2 separate regions of the Gadus morhua genome follow, and region 2 is linked to region 1. Evidence: chromatin contacts called from public Hi-C data. All regions are on one chromosome and are shown on one strand. The core of a region is the stretch at or near the end of the contact, and the rest is flanking DNA. Distances in the headings are between cores, read along the strand shown. Region 1 holds the start of gramd2aa (GRAM domain containing 2Aa). Region 2 holds the start of trip4 (thyroid hormone receptor interactor 4).

What was found. Hi-C and Micro-C count contacts between places; a contact is called where the count stands out from the background.
Region 2: a Hi-C map of spleen shows a contact between it and region 1, with 5 times the contacts expected there. The contact joins the promoter of trip4 here to the promoter of gramd2aa in region 1. A contact is called at or near these places in 5 of 6 Hi-C or Micro-C datasets (blood, gill, gonad and 2 more).

The regions. Positions count from the first base shown.
Region 1 is chr14:17,729,945-17,736,008 of gadMor3.0, reverse strand. gramd2aa (GRAM domain containing 2Aa) reads left to right here and starts at 1,780. Exons shown (of 13, transcript XM_030377301.1): 1 at 1,780-1,862; 2 at 2,314-2,576. The coding sequence starts at 2,443. znf609b (zinc finger protein 609b) reads left to right here. Exons shown (of 8, transcript XM_030376382.1): 8 at 1-1,554.
Region 2 is chr14:17,904,858-17,911,276 of gadMor3.0, reverse strand. It overlaps trip4 (thyroid hormone receptor interactor 4), which reads left to right and starts at 3,954. Exons shown (of 14, transcript XM_030377102.1): 1 at 3,954-4,129; 2 at 4,412-4,596; 3 at 4,734-4,861; 4 at 5,547-5,765; 5 at 6,039-6,114. The coding sequence starts at 4,050. It also overlaps the pseudogene LOC115558939.

The sequences.
Region 1 (6,064 bases), core at 531-3,030:
CACTGATGCTACATGAAGCTTCACTTTAAGGTGTGATGTCAGACACCCAACAGCTGCTAATACCAATATAAGCCTCTTAGGCGAAGAAGGAACCAATTTAAAATAGATAGAAATAAAAATAGACAGCATAAAGATTAGCTTGGAACAGACTATGTCAAATGGACAGCCTGTTGATGTCAACCCCTTAAAATACTTTTACCCCTTAAAATAAGTCCCACATAAGCCATTCAACAAATTTTGCACACCAAGCAACAAATGCATTTTTCAATTGGGGCCTAGAAAGAACAAGATTGTAGGCTCTGTGAACATTACGATTCACTTTACTCCCTGTAATCCTCTGGGGGTTTCATGTAACATCTGATTCACGTGCCATTCACATGGATTTTATGTCTTAGTTGTAGGCATGTTCATGGGAATTGGAAATGGCACATGCATTAGTTAGTCGTGATTTCTATGTTGTGAAAAATGCAGGTATGATGGGCCCGGCAACATTCATTTCCTTTTTTTTTTATGATCTGTTGACGGAATTCTGTTTGTTTGAGGCATCCGAATTATCAGTAAAGAGTGGTCACGTGGTCAGCAAGTTTTATTCTCTCAACCTCTCCTTGCTCCTAAATGTGTTCTTTTTTTTTGGGGGGGGTGGGGGTACGTTTCTAGCTTGCATATATGATAGTTTCATGGTTGACGTGATCCGAGATTTATGTCAAGCCACCAACTCGTCTCCACTTTGATACCCTCTGAAGTCACATCGCCCCCATAAGGTGTCCGGGGCACCACTCTCATGCAGGAAGCACCAATCTGAATTCAAAGGGTTCCAGGACATTGTCACTCTGCAGGGGTCAGCCACAGCCTCTGAAGTGTGTGCATTGCAAAGCAGAACGTTGGTGTGATATGAATCGGAAGAATGTGACTGTCTTTGTACTTAATCTGGTAGGATAATCTAGGCAGCTGTGATGTTGTCTTTAAAGTCAGTGGGGTTTAGTACCAGAAAGCTGCATACCTATAGTTTTATCAGACAATGGTTGTGAAAAGTGCATTTGTTCTCTCTCTGAGAGTAGTAATGTTATCTCGGTAGTTAAAACAAAACACAGTGAAGAATCATATATACTTAAAATGTATGAAAAGCCAGAAACAGTTATGTTTGCTATCATCCTAATGGAAAGTGCTTGGCTCTGTATTTTGCAGGAGTGTATTTCTTTTTTTTCTTTTTGCTTTGGTGAAGAGCATATTTATTGGCAGGCGGTTGTCTCAATTGGTGCCTAGCTGAACCCTCTCCTGTGAAAAACAGAGACAACTGCTTGTTTGTCCTACCTGACCCACCTACTGTCACTCTAAACCTCAGAGTACCTGTCACTCAACCGGTACTTGCAAGGATGTTTACAATGTGTTAATTTCTTTCCATGTGACAAAATTCAGAACCCCCCCCCACCCCCCACCCCCCATGTCAGGAGTTTGTGTAAAGTGTACATTACCATGGTTCTTCTTTTATACAATACTCTGTAACTTGCCTTTGTAAATTTGGGCTGAAAAAAAAATAAATCTTTTTATGAGATAGTCTGTCCTTGTGAGCATGCTTAAAGGGATTAACAGAACCAATACAAACTGCAGTGACTATGTTTCAATGTTTGTGAAATAATTGTATTATTTCAATATTGTATGTACAACTTGGTTATGGGGTCCGACGCTCCGAGTGTAATTTGGCCATTTGGCCACAAGAGAGCAGTAGTCTACCTTAAAATAGGCACTGTGTGCGCGCGTCAACGTTAGCATGAACAATGTGTCAAACAAAAACACTAATATTTTCGAGGTCGATAAACTCCATCTCCTTTCTCGCCTACGGATCCATTTAAATATGTAGTAGGGTAGGTAAATATTTTTTCACTTCAGGTAGCAGACTAGACGTCACACGACGCAGTAGACTATTACGATTGTGTAGAAAATCTGAAAGCATTGTTGAGGAATAGACACGTAATGGTTTATTTTATGCCGTTTGTCATACCTGTGATATATCGAGGTGTATCAGCAAGCCTCGATGTGTAAGCCTCCTTCCATGATACTGTTTTTGCACTCAAATCTTCCATCATCAGATTCTGTGTACGGATGCATTTAAATAATGCTGCAGTTGTGAAATAGGGCGATGATGATTTGTTAGGGATGATAATCCCGAGTACATCTTAAATGTGATAAACCTCTGGTCGGGAGGGGAAGGGCTGGACCACAGATCCACGGAAGGGGGGGATAGAGAGTGGCTGTGGGCTGGGCAGCCGGCTACCGACAGCAATGTGCTGAGCCAATGGTTTTTCCAAAGGACAGCTGGTTGGCATCAGGGCGGTGAGATTGGTGGAAGGATCCTGCAGGAAGCCATCGTTTATTCGTGTACCACCTTCCGCTCGCATTCGGAAGAAGAGGTTGAACCGGGGGACAGTTTTCCAGAAGGTGTACATGGGATGCACTATCTACGCAGCTAGCCCCCAGGGCCTGCCATCCGACCAGGCCCCTGGTCGGGACAGATACTACATGCATCACCGCCACCCCCATGGTCACTGCAGCCAGAGGATAACCGCCGATAGAGTCAGGTCAGTACAGTTGTCATCGCCTTGCCGCATCCGGCCACTCACCGTTTGTCAGGTGCCCGAATTAATATTATGATGGACATGTCGAGTAGAACATGGCTCACGTTAGTATTGCATGTTTTGCAGGATCAGAATAAAAGACATGAGACAATATAAGGGAAAAATAGCATGGCATAAATTACCAAAGGACATCTTTACATTGGAAAATAAATCAACGCTTCTGGGAAGCACACTCGTAGTAGCTATAATGAGAGTTAATTTTTGTTCCAGTAGGCTATTCGTCGTGTCTATGAGTTATTTGTAGGATATTCATGTTGATTTGGAATTTGGTTTGCTCTACCTTTATCATAAAGCCACGCAGTGACTGCCAAAAAGAATAGCCTACCAGCTACGTCCTTTTTAATTCTAATTTGAAGAGCACTGGTGAAATTAATAGATTAGAATTAACATTTTCAAATAGGCCAAATTGTCCATTTTGGTCAACATATGGAAATCACTGTAGGTCGACTGCTCTTGCATACAGTCAAATACAGTCGATTATAGGCTACAGACGAATCAATGTTTTATTACATTTAATAAATTAAAGACTGATTAAATTCTGCTACATCAAAAGTCATAATGTTAAAAGTAAATGTGCCGCATATAGTGCATTCATCGGTATATATTGATATATTTGGTCTCAGTCTCATTCTCTCTTGACTTCGCATTCGTTCTTTCTGAAAATGTTATTCTGACATTGTTGCAATGTTTGCCATCTCTCTTTACACCAATCTATTTCCGTGTACAGCAATCAGTAGGCCTAACCGTGCGTTCACACCAAAAGCGAATTTTGTCTCCTGTTCGCGTGGTCGCCTGAGTTTGCTCGCACGAGTAGTCACAAACAGGGCCGGAGTGGACCTCCCTTTCAGCCCGGGAGTTACATGATGCAGACAGGCCCACCCAAATTGGGTGGAGCGGACGGGGGTGCTTTACTTTGTACGAGCCACTGAACAATGAAACCCTGTAGGCTACTTGACACAGCTGTCGTGTCTACAAACCAATGACAAACAATTGACACACAAGTGAAAAATCAACTAAAGAACCCATTCTAGTTTCAGAAAAAATGGAAGTGGAATCTGAGGCCTACATATTATAGCATATATTTTCCAATATTACTCCATATGTTGCAATCATAAAATTTGTCCTGTAATTTCCTGCAATGTTACAACCCTCCCCATAGTAACTGCATCCTATCCTTTGTTGCACTAATAGCATTGTGCTGTGCACACCTGTAGCTGTGTTTTCTCTGCCAACTCCTAGCCCTGTCTCATCAGCATCACTGGGCTGACTCAGTTCTTTGGCTGCAGAAATATAAACATTCTGTGGCTATGCTACTATGCGACATTTGTACTGATAAATCATGCTACCTTTTCTGAAACCTGCCCATTTTCGTCTTCTCTATTGCCTACTCCCATTTATTTGTTATAGCGTATAGAGCTCAATGTCGTCATAGCTGATACGTCTTTAGCTTTCTATCCAATTGCAATTCAAGGCCCACCTGGGCTGTGCCACTTGGGGAGGGGCCGCTTAATTATTCCCCTTGGCACCTATCAACTTGGTTGCGACATTACAGTTTTTCCTCAGTCGCTTTGGTACATTTCTCAGATCAGAATTGAAATTTGCAAAGCAGTAGGTGCATTTCTCAAAACAATGCGTTCAAATAGCAAAACACCATGGATTACCTGCAAAAGCCAGTCTCTTGCTCAAAATCCTTAGTTCATCTCTCAAAAGTAAATATCTGTTTCAATGAACATGTCAGTGCCATCAGAATGACAAGTCCTTGTGTCATTGTCTACGGATAAGACAGTCAAATTGCTTAGTCATGTTGTCACTATAACAGTGTACTCTGTAGGGATGTTCTGATGTAAACTATGGCAAAAGTTTTGAAGACAATTATTGTAAATTGTAAGTTACACCTTAGTGTATGTGGGAGATTGATTGCAAGAGAGCTTTGACTGTTTGTACTGTAATTTTTTGACAGGCCATGTCATTGCTAGAAATGTGTACATAGGAAAATCTCCTTAGGGTAAACTGTACATGCATTGATGTAGGAATTACAGTGCAGTCATCCTACAACTCCTGAAGGATGCAGTTCCTGTCTGTTGGGCCACAAATTCTCAGACAATGTAACATTGTGTTGTGCTCCAGCTATATATATACTTGCCAGTTCATGGTTCAGGAGATCCACCTTTGAGCTATTCCAGTACTGGTTGATCGTTGGTTGATCTAACACTTCACACATTTCCCTTCTTTAGAGAAAGTCAAGATTCACCTGGTAGCAATTGACCAATTCAGGACATATTTATAAAAAAAGAACAAAAAAAAGATTCTAATGCCAGTGTATAGAAATGTATAGAAAATATGCTTGACATATTATGACAACTTGTTCAACCATTTTGCATGTAAAGACTTATGCAATGAACTAATACCTAAATGTTGTGGGGGTGAGATTATTCCATAGAGACCATTACAATACATTTTGATCAACATGACATAAGCAATTGATAATGTAGGAAAGAGCAGAGAATTGTACATAATCATGTGCATGGATGTACCAAAGCATTTGCAACGTGTTCAAGTAAATGAGAAACTGTTTTTTTCATGTGCACAAGTGACACACTGATGTGAAGATTGAACAGGTAGTTTTGAGAATTTCAATTCTGATCTGAGAAATGAACCAAAGCAACTGAGAAAAACTGTAACAGTAGGGGTGGGGGAAAAAAATAGATTATTCGATGCATCGCGATTCTTCCAAGAAAGATTCCGTCTCGATGCAGATGAGTTAATAATCTGAATTTCTGTAAAAAAAACCCTGATTTTCTTGTTATTTATATATATATTTGTTTTGATTAAAAAATAAAAAAAACCTGCAAAAGCTGCAATATTCTGTTCGCCAGAGAGGGATCATTTTAGGAATTTTTAAATGATTTCATTTATCTTCAACTTTTATTTGCCAATCTGATTTGTTTTGACACAATTGCGATTCAGCCTACGCGTAGCATGCACGCAAAGTCACAGCCAAACACAAGAATGACGTACAAGTTCTTATTCTTATAATTTACTAAAAGTAGCTTTTTCTTTAAAGAAAAGAAAGAAAAAAAATAATCAGTATACTTTTTACATACTTCCATTGTGTTGTAATGCAAGCTGCATTGTTCATGTAAAGTCATATATGTGACAAAATATTTTTTCGATAATCGTTTTAGAATCTAATCATTGACCTCTGAATTGAATCAAATCGTGAGGTGCCAAGAGATTCCCACCCCTAGTTAACAGTTTGTGAGTGCCTGCGTGGTTCGTATGTGGGACAGCTCAGGCTGCGGGCGCACAGCTCAGGCTGGCCGAATGGCGCAGAATATATTTTATAAACGCAATATTGTTATCCTGCAGTTATCAGCCCGGTGGCCCCGAAACGTTAATGACCCAGCGGGAATTCTCCTGACTCTCCCGAT
Region 2 (6,419 bases), core at 2,705-5,204, 170 kb before region 1:
ATTATTAATGAATAATTAGTATATGCTAATTATCATGCAACATAAAGTATTTTAGACACAGGGGCAGTTTGGCTGTAACTGGGTCAGCAACACATTATATCGTACATATCTCTTGACTGGTCGTTCATTGGTCGCACCACCACCACCCCACCCCCCCAGAGATTTCGGGCCGTAAGAGCGAGCGTTTCTATGGCTGCTGCAAGGAGCCCTACCTGGACATAACCTCCGCTGTGGTGATGGGGAGGAGCACGCTCTACTACAGCTTGAACCTGCTCATCCCCTGCGTGCCCATCTCCACGCTGGCATCGCTGGTCTTCCTGGTGCCCTCAGCCTCCGGCGAGAAGATCTCCCTGGGTAAACACCATGTGTGGGTTTGGGTGCATGCATCTCTGTGTGTGTATATGTGCACGCATCTGTCTGTCTGTCTGTCTGTCTGTCTGTCTGTGTGTGTTTGTGTGCACATATTTGTGTGTTTGTGTGTGTGCACGTGTGTGTGTGCATGCATCTGTCTGTCTGTCTGTCTGTCTGTCTGTATACGTGTGTGCACATCTTGGTGTGTTTGTGCACACCTGTGTCTGCATGTCATCTGTGTGTGTGTGTGTGTGTGTGTGTGTGTGTGTGTGTGTGTGTGTGTGTGTGTGTGTGTGTGTGTGTGTGTGTGTGTGTGTGTGTGTTTTTGTGGATGTGTGTTGTCATGAATGATTAATATTTTTTTATGATTTGATAAATCCAACAGACCCTACGGAGGTCTAATATACTCTCATACTCTTATCTCCCTCCATTTTGTAGCTGAGTATTTTTGCCACCACCATGGTCATCGTTGGGCTTTCAGTCATAGCAACAATGCCTGGAGGCAAGATGCAAAAATGGGTAAGTGGCTTGGAGCAAATTTGAAGCATTACCCAAGGTTAAACCAAATTTGTAATCCAACAGACCCCACGGAGACATTGTCAGCCAGATGCCGGGTGAATAATAAACATGGCCTTGGAGGATGTACACCCCACTGGCAATCGTTTAACAAACCTCTCCTCTTACTCCTCCTTGATAGAGCACAGTGGTTGATTTATTTATTTATATATTATATGTACATAGGGCCGATGGACTGCGGGGACAAAGGGGACATTTGTGGGGGGGCCAAAGGCAGTGGGGGGGCCCATGAAAAAAATAAATAAATAAATTACTTATCGGCCACGTCTCCCCCCCCCCCCCGTCCCCCGTCCCCCGTCCCCCGTCCCCCGTCAACAACTTAGCGCAGGGGGGCCCATTAGTACCTATAGTATAGGGGCCCAGGATTTGGTGCTACGGCCCTGTATGTAAATATACAAGACATATTAATATTCATAGACCAAAGTAGCACAGTACAAATTGGTCAAAATCCCCAGGAACGACAAGTTTCTTCTGTATGCAGCAGCATGTTGTTATTTTATCTTGAGGTTGGGCTGTGGTAGGGATGTGTAATGTTCATTATTCTGCTCCTGATTGATCAGGAGCAGGAGAAGTTTCTATTTCGAAACTTTGCGTTGTGTTGTTTCAAGCACTGTGGTCTATGTTCCACTAATTTGCTCCAGTCATAACAGCTCAAGCCTTTTCCCCGACACCAGTTTCCATGGCAATGGTGATGAGTTCAACAGCCATCAAAGGACTATGAGAGCATGACTGCTTCTTGATCAATCTTTCTCAGGGATCACGGTTCCTCTCTCCCTCACCGTCTTCATGCTGCTCATGGCAGAGATCATGCCTGCCACCTCCGACTCAGTCCCTTTAATAGGTAAAGTTCACTCCTATTGTGCTATAGAAAGATGCCATCATGTCTGGTAGATGAATGTGATGGAAACTAAATGCTAGAGAATAGACCGAATAAAAAGCCCTTATTCCATTTATTAAATTCGATGTTTAAATATATAAGACATAATGAATGTTCTTACTGGCAGTCTTTTGTGAGTTACTTTCTGACAACCACCCTTCAGCAACTTACTTACTTACTTGAGAATTTCGTAGTTCAGATATTAATTTTCTTTTAATGGAGTAATTGGCTGCAGAAGGAAAGTGACATTACGCAAGTGGAAATTTGAAAAGTTTAAACTTAGAATTGAATCATTTGTACTTAATGATAAGAACAAGTTAACAGCCTAGAGGTTATTCTATGCTGTAAAGTGTAAACTCTTCAGCATAGATTGAGGTCAGCATGCAGACAAATTTAGATCAGCATACAGACACACTTATTCTGATCCTCCCCAGACCTGTGTGGTCCTGCTGAATTGGTGTGCCTGGTTCCTGCGTATGAAGCGCCCCGGGAGGCCAGGGTGCACCCGGGCCGCCACAACAAGACCACGTGCAGTAGTCCGTTCAGCGTGGACCTCAATGCCAGCTCCTCATCCTCCCACCTGGCCACCAGCAACCCGCTCTACATCGGCTTCAGGGGCCTGGAGACCATGCCTCTCTCCACCACCACCACACCCCCCGACTCGGGGATGGGCTGTGAACGCGGCGCCGGCCAGGTCGGCAAGAGGTCCCTCCTGGGCAGCCTGGAGCAAGATTTGGGGAAAGATCCTGAAAGGGGGGGCACTACGTCGGCAAGCGCTTCCGAGACCAAGACGAGGAGGAGATGCTGAGCAACGAGTGGTTTTTCCTTTGTGCAACGAGTGGAAGTTTGCTGCGTCTGTCATAGACCGCTACCGTCTTACTATTTATTTACCCTCCTCGGCACCCTCGACCTCCTCATGCCAGCGCCTAACTTTGTGGAGGCCATTTCTAAGGAGTTCTTCAACTGAAGTGGCTGTTTCTGAAAATGGGATTTCTGGTCAAGACATTCAATCGTGAAACCAATCAAATGTTTTTATTGTTATGGATAACTTTCCTTTTTTGATGTAGGATACCAGTCAGTCTAATAATCATTATGTATGGATTACCAGCAAGTGTATGTCTTAGACGGGTCAACTGTATAACATGTATCCAGGCCCACAATATGATGCTATAAAGTATAATTCTGTATTGCATCATTTACTATGAGAACTACATCCTCTATGATATATACGAAATGAAATTTCAGTTTTGCATTACCTATATCCAGAAATACAAAACACAATCCAGTTACGTATTATAGACAGAGATACAGAACACAAACTGCTTATCAATTACGTTTTTGTGTATGGAGAATGAATTGCAGACATTTGGTTGTTGTTGTTTTCATCATCCATTATTACCCATCGTCCTGTACTAACCTTTTAATGCTCATGTTGAATTTAGTGAGTCATATGTTGCACATTTAATTAATGTGTTTGTTTGTGTGAGCACATGAGCATATCTTCACATAGCCTCTATAAAGAATGTATCGCTTTACCAATATGGTAATTATCTCATCAAAGACAATATAACCATATAAATAATTAACTAACTAAAGAAACATCACCCATTATGGACTTATTTTCTTGAGGCATAATCATTTTAAGTTAGATCTTTTCTGATTAAAAATACCAAATACATAATGCGTTTTAAACTTCGTAAAGACTTTCTTTGTATGGTTTATTTTTTCATTTTTCAACAAATGTCCCATTTAATGTTTCCGTTTTTATTATGTAAAATAAAATACCGTCGCTATTTTCTGTGAATAGTGAGATAACAAAATCTGTTCAGTAATACTGAGCATTATATTCAATAGCCTGACAAAAGCAATATTCACCATATTCAGGATATCTGCAAATGCTAGAAAAACCTGAAACTAACTTTCTTAAGAATGTGGAGCTGCCACCCAGTGACCATATGGAATAGGTACATATTCCCCAACGTACATTACTAGCACATTTGAGGTATTTATTGGACGTTTTAATATTAAGTCTAATATTTATTCTATACATATATATTATCTTATATTTTCCAGAATATTTAATTTTATTATTACAGTTTTATTTTGGGAGAGTGTCTGTTCGGGGCGGAACTTTCGATCACTACTCTGATTAGGCAGGAAGACTTTTTGTGTTGCGACGTGGTATCATTTGCCGGTTGTGAAGAAATATATAGATATTTTACATTTGGTTCTACTGATTATTGAAATGTCCGATGCTTTGCTTAGCTGGTGTGTCGACCAGTTACACCACAAGTTCGGGCTTGAGGCATGTGACGACATTGTCCGGTAAGTGAAATATAAGAAGCTGGCTGCTTGTTGTCTGCTAGCTAGTTAGCAGCAGTAACGTGTTTTTATAAATATGCAATGGTAACGCTTCAGTTTAAACAGCTGTATTGTCTGTCAGGTAAATAGCTTACCCACTATTTAAAGATTTCTTGCATACTATAAATGTTTATACTACTTTAGATTAATTGTGTTAGCTGTCAGAACTGATATATACAGTGTAGCTCATTGGCAATACTTTGATTGTTTACAACCGTCCATAAATCGTATCATTGTGCTTTTCAGATATATTTTAGACATTGAGACTGCGGAAGAGATAGAGGAATATGTGGGAGACCTGCTCCAAGGAACAGACGGGAGAAAGAGACATTTTATTGATGAGCTCCTGATCCGATGGCAGAGGACCCAGAGGCTCGTCACGGACAACAACCCTGCTCATTTTCTTCCAAAGGAATCAGGAATGGGAGATGGTTAGTAGTATCCATGAATACTAACCTAACGTTGACATTTAAATGTTTTAATGATTATTCACATTAAGGCAATTTAACATTCACTGACACGTTTTATGTTCTACACACTAGTACTGACACGAGTTATTTTTGCCCAGATGTTTTTGACGTAACCAAAGACTCTCAGAAAAAGAAGAGAAAGGGCCGGAACAAGCAGGAGGTCATAACTTTGAGCCCAGCGGAACCTGAACCAGAGGCTGTCAGGACCCCCATTGACCTCATAAAGGTAAGTACAGCTCACATATATAAATCATCCTTCCTTGAAAAATTACAATATTGTTTCACCTACATTAATAATGGATTACAACAACGGGACACAACAATGGAAGAATTGTCCATTCACAATGTTTGCATCCATAGCCGCATAAAATGTTGTTGTAGCTTTGATCCTTACTTAAGAAGCCCTTTTCACTGTCAGTCATATGTGTTGAAAGAGATTTGAACATGGCAAGGACTATATAGTTCACTGTTCAAGGAAAGTACAACTAGTAAAACCCAGTCACTGACGTTTTAATCCATCAATTCACCAAGTCACGTTTTGGCGTGTTCCTGAGGGCCCTATTCTATAATAACTAAGAAGTGCTAGTTTTATAATGAAATAGTTCTTCTTATTTTGTAGTTATCAACACTCAAATACAACATCTGATTCAAAGTATTTTCCTTAACTGAAATACAAAGTGTGTGTGTGTGTGTGTGTGTGTGTGTGTGTGTGTGTGTGTGTGTGTGTGTGTGTGTGTGTGTGTGTGTGTGTGTGTGTGTGTGTGTGTGTGTGTGTATATATATTAGATCTAGCCTGCTCCAGAGGAGAGAGATATCAATCTATCTGCAAATGGTTTTAAGGAGGCTGCCAGCTTCAATACATACAAACACTTGCTGACACTTCTCCTCTCCGCCATTGCTTCCATCCACAGGCCCAAGAAGGCAGCCTAACAACCTCCTCCAAGAAGAAGAACAAGTTTGTCAATCTCTACGCTAAAGAGGGTGAGGGCAAGCTGACCGTCATGCTCCCGGGGCGCCATGGCTGCGAGTGCCTTGCTCAGAAGCACAACCTCATCAACAACTGCCTCAGCTGCGGGCGCATCGTGTGTGAGCAGGAGGGCTCAGGCCCTTGTCTCTTCTGTGGAAACCTGGTGAGTGAGAGGCCCGGGGGTAGGCAGAGAGAAAATTAGAGAAACCTAGTGGGAGAACGAGAGAGTGAAAAGAAAAGTAATAACAATAGTAATCTAGTCACCATGCATGGTTTTTATTAGCAACATGATTGTATTGTTGTTGTTTTTGTACCCAAAATGTACTTCACCAAATTGATATATCAATATTATATTGTAATGGTATTATTGTGAATGTTATTCTGTTTATTTAAATACAGTTGATTTGATTACACCTTCACTCACCCACAAATAAAGGTGTGCACCAGAGACGAGCAAGAGATTCTTCAGCGGGACTCCAACAAAAGCCTCAAATTGCGAAAGAAACTCATGGGTGGGTGAAAACACAAGCAGGAGCTCAATTGAGGAGGACAAACCTAAAAAGTTTAAATTGTAATTCCAGCAAAAATTGAACCCAGGGTCCTTTTCGGCATGAAAACACGTAAAATAAGCCCTCCTGACACTTTTTTGGTTGACCAATGAGTATAGAGCTTGCCCGGAGCGACGCTAACAGCCCAAATGGCTCCATGCTATTGGCTAGGGGCACAGCGAACGCTTCAAAACTGCATTTTTTTAAACCACAAATATTGCTCAAAATAGCAAAATACCACTGCAGTAGCATGACTAGGGTCCCTACAC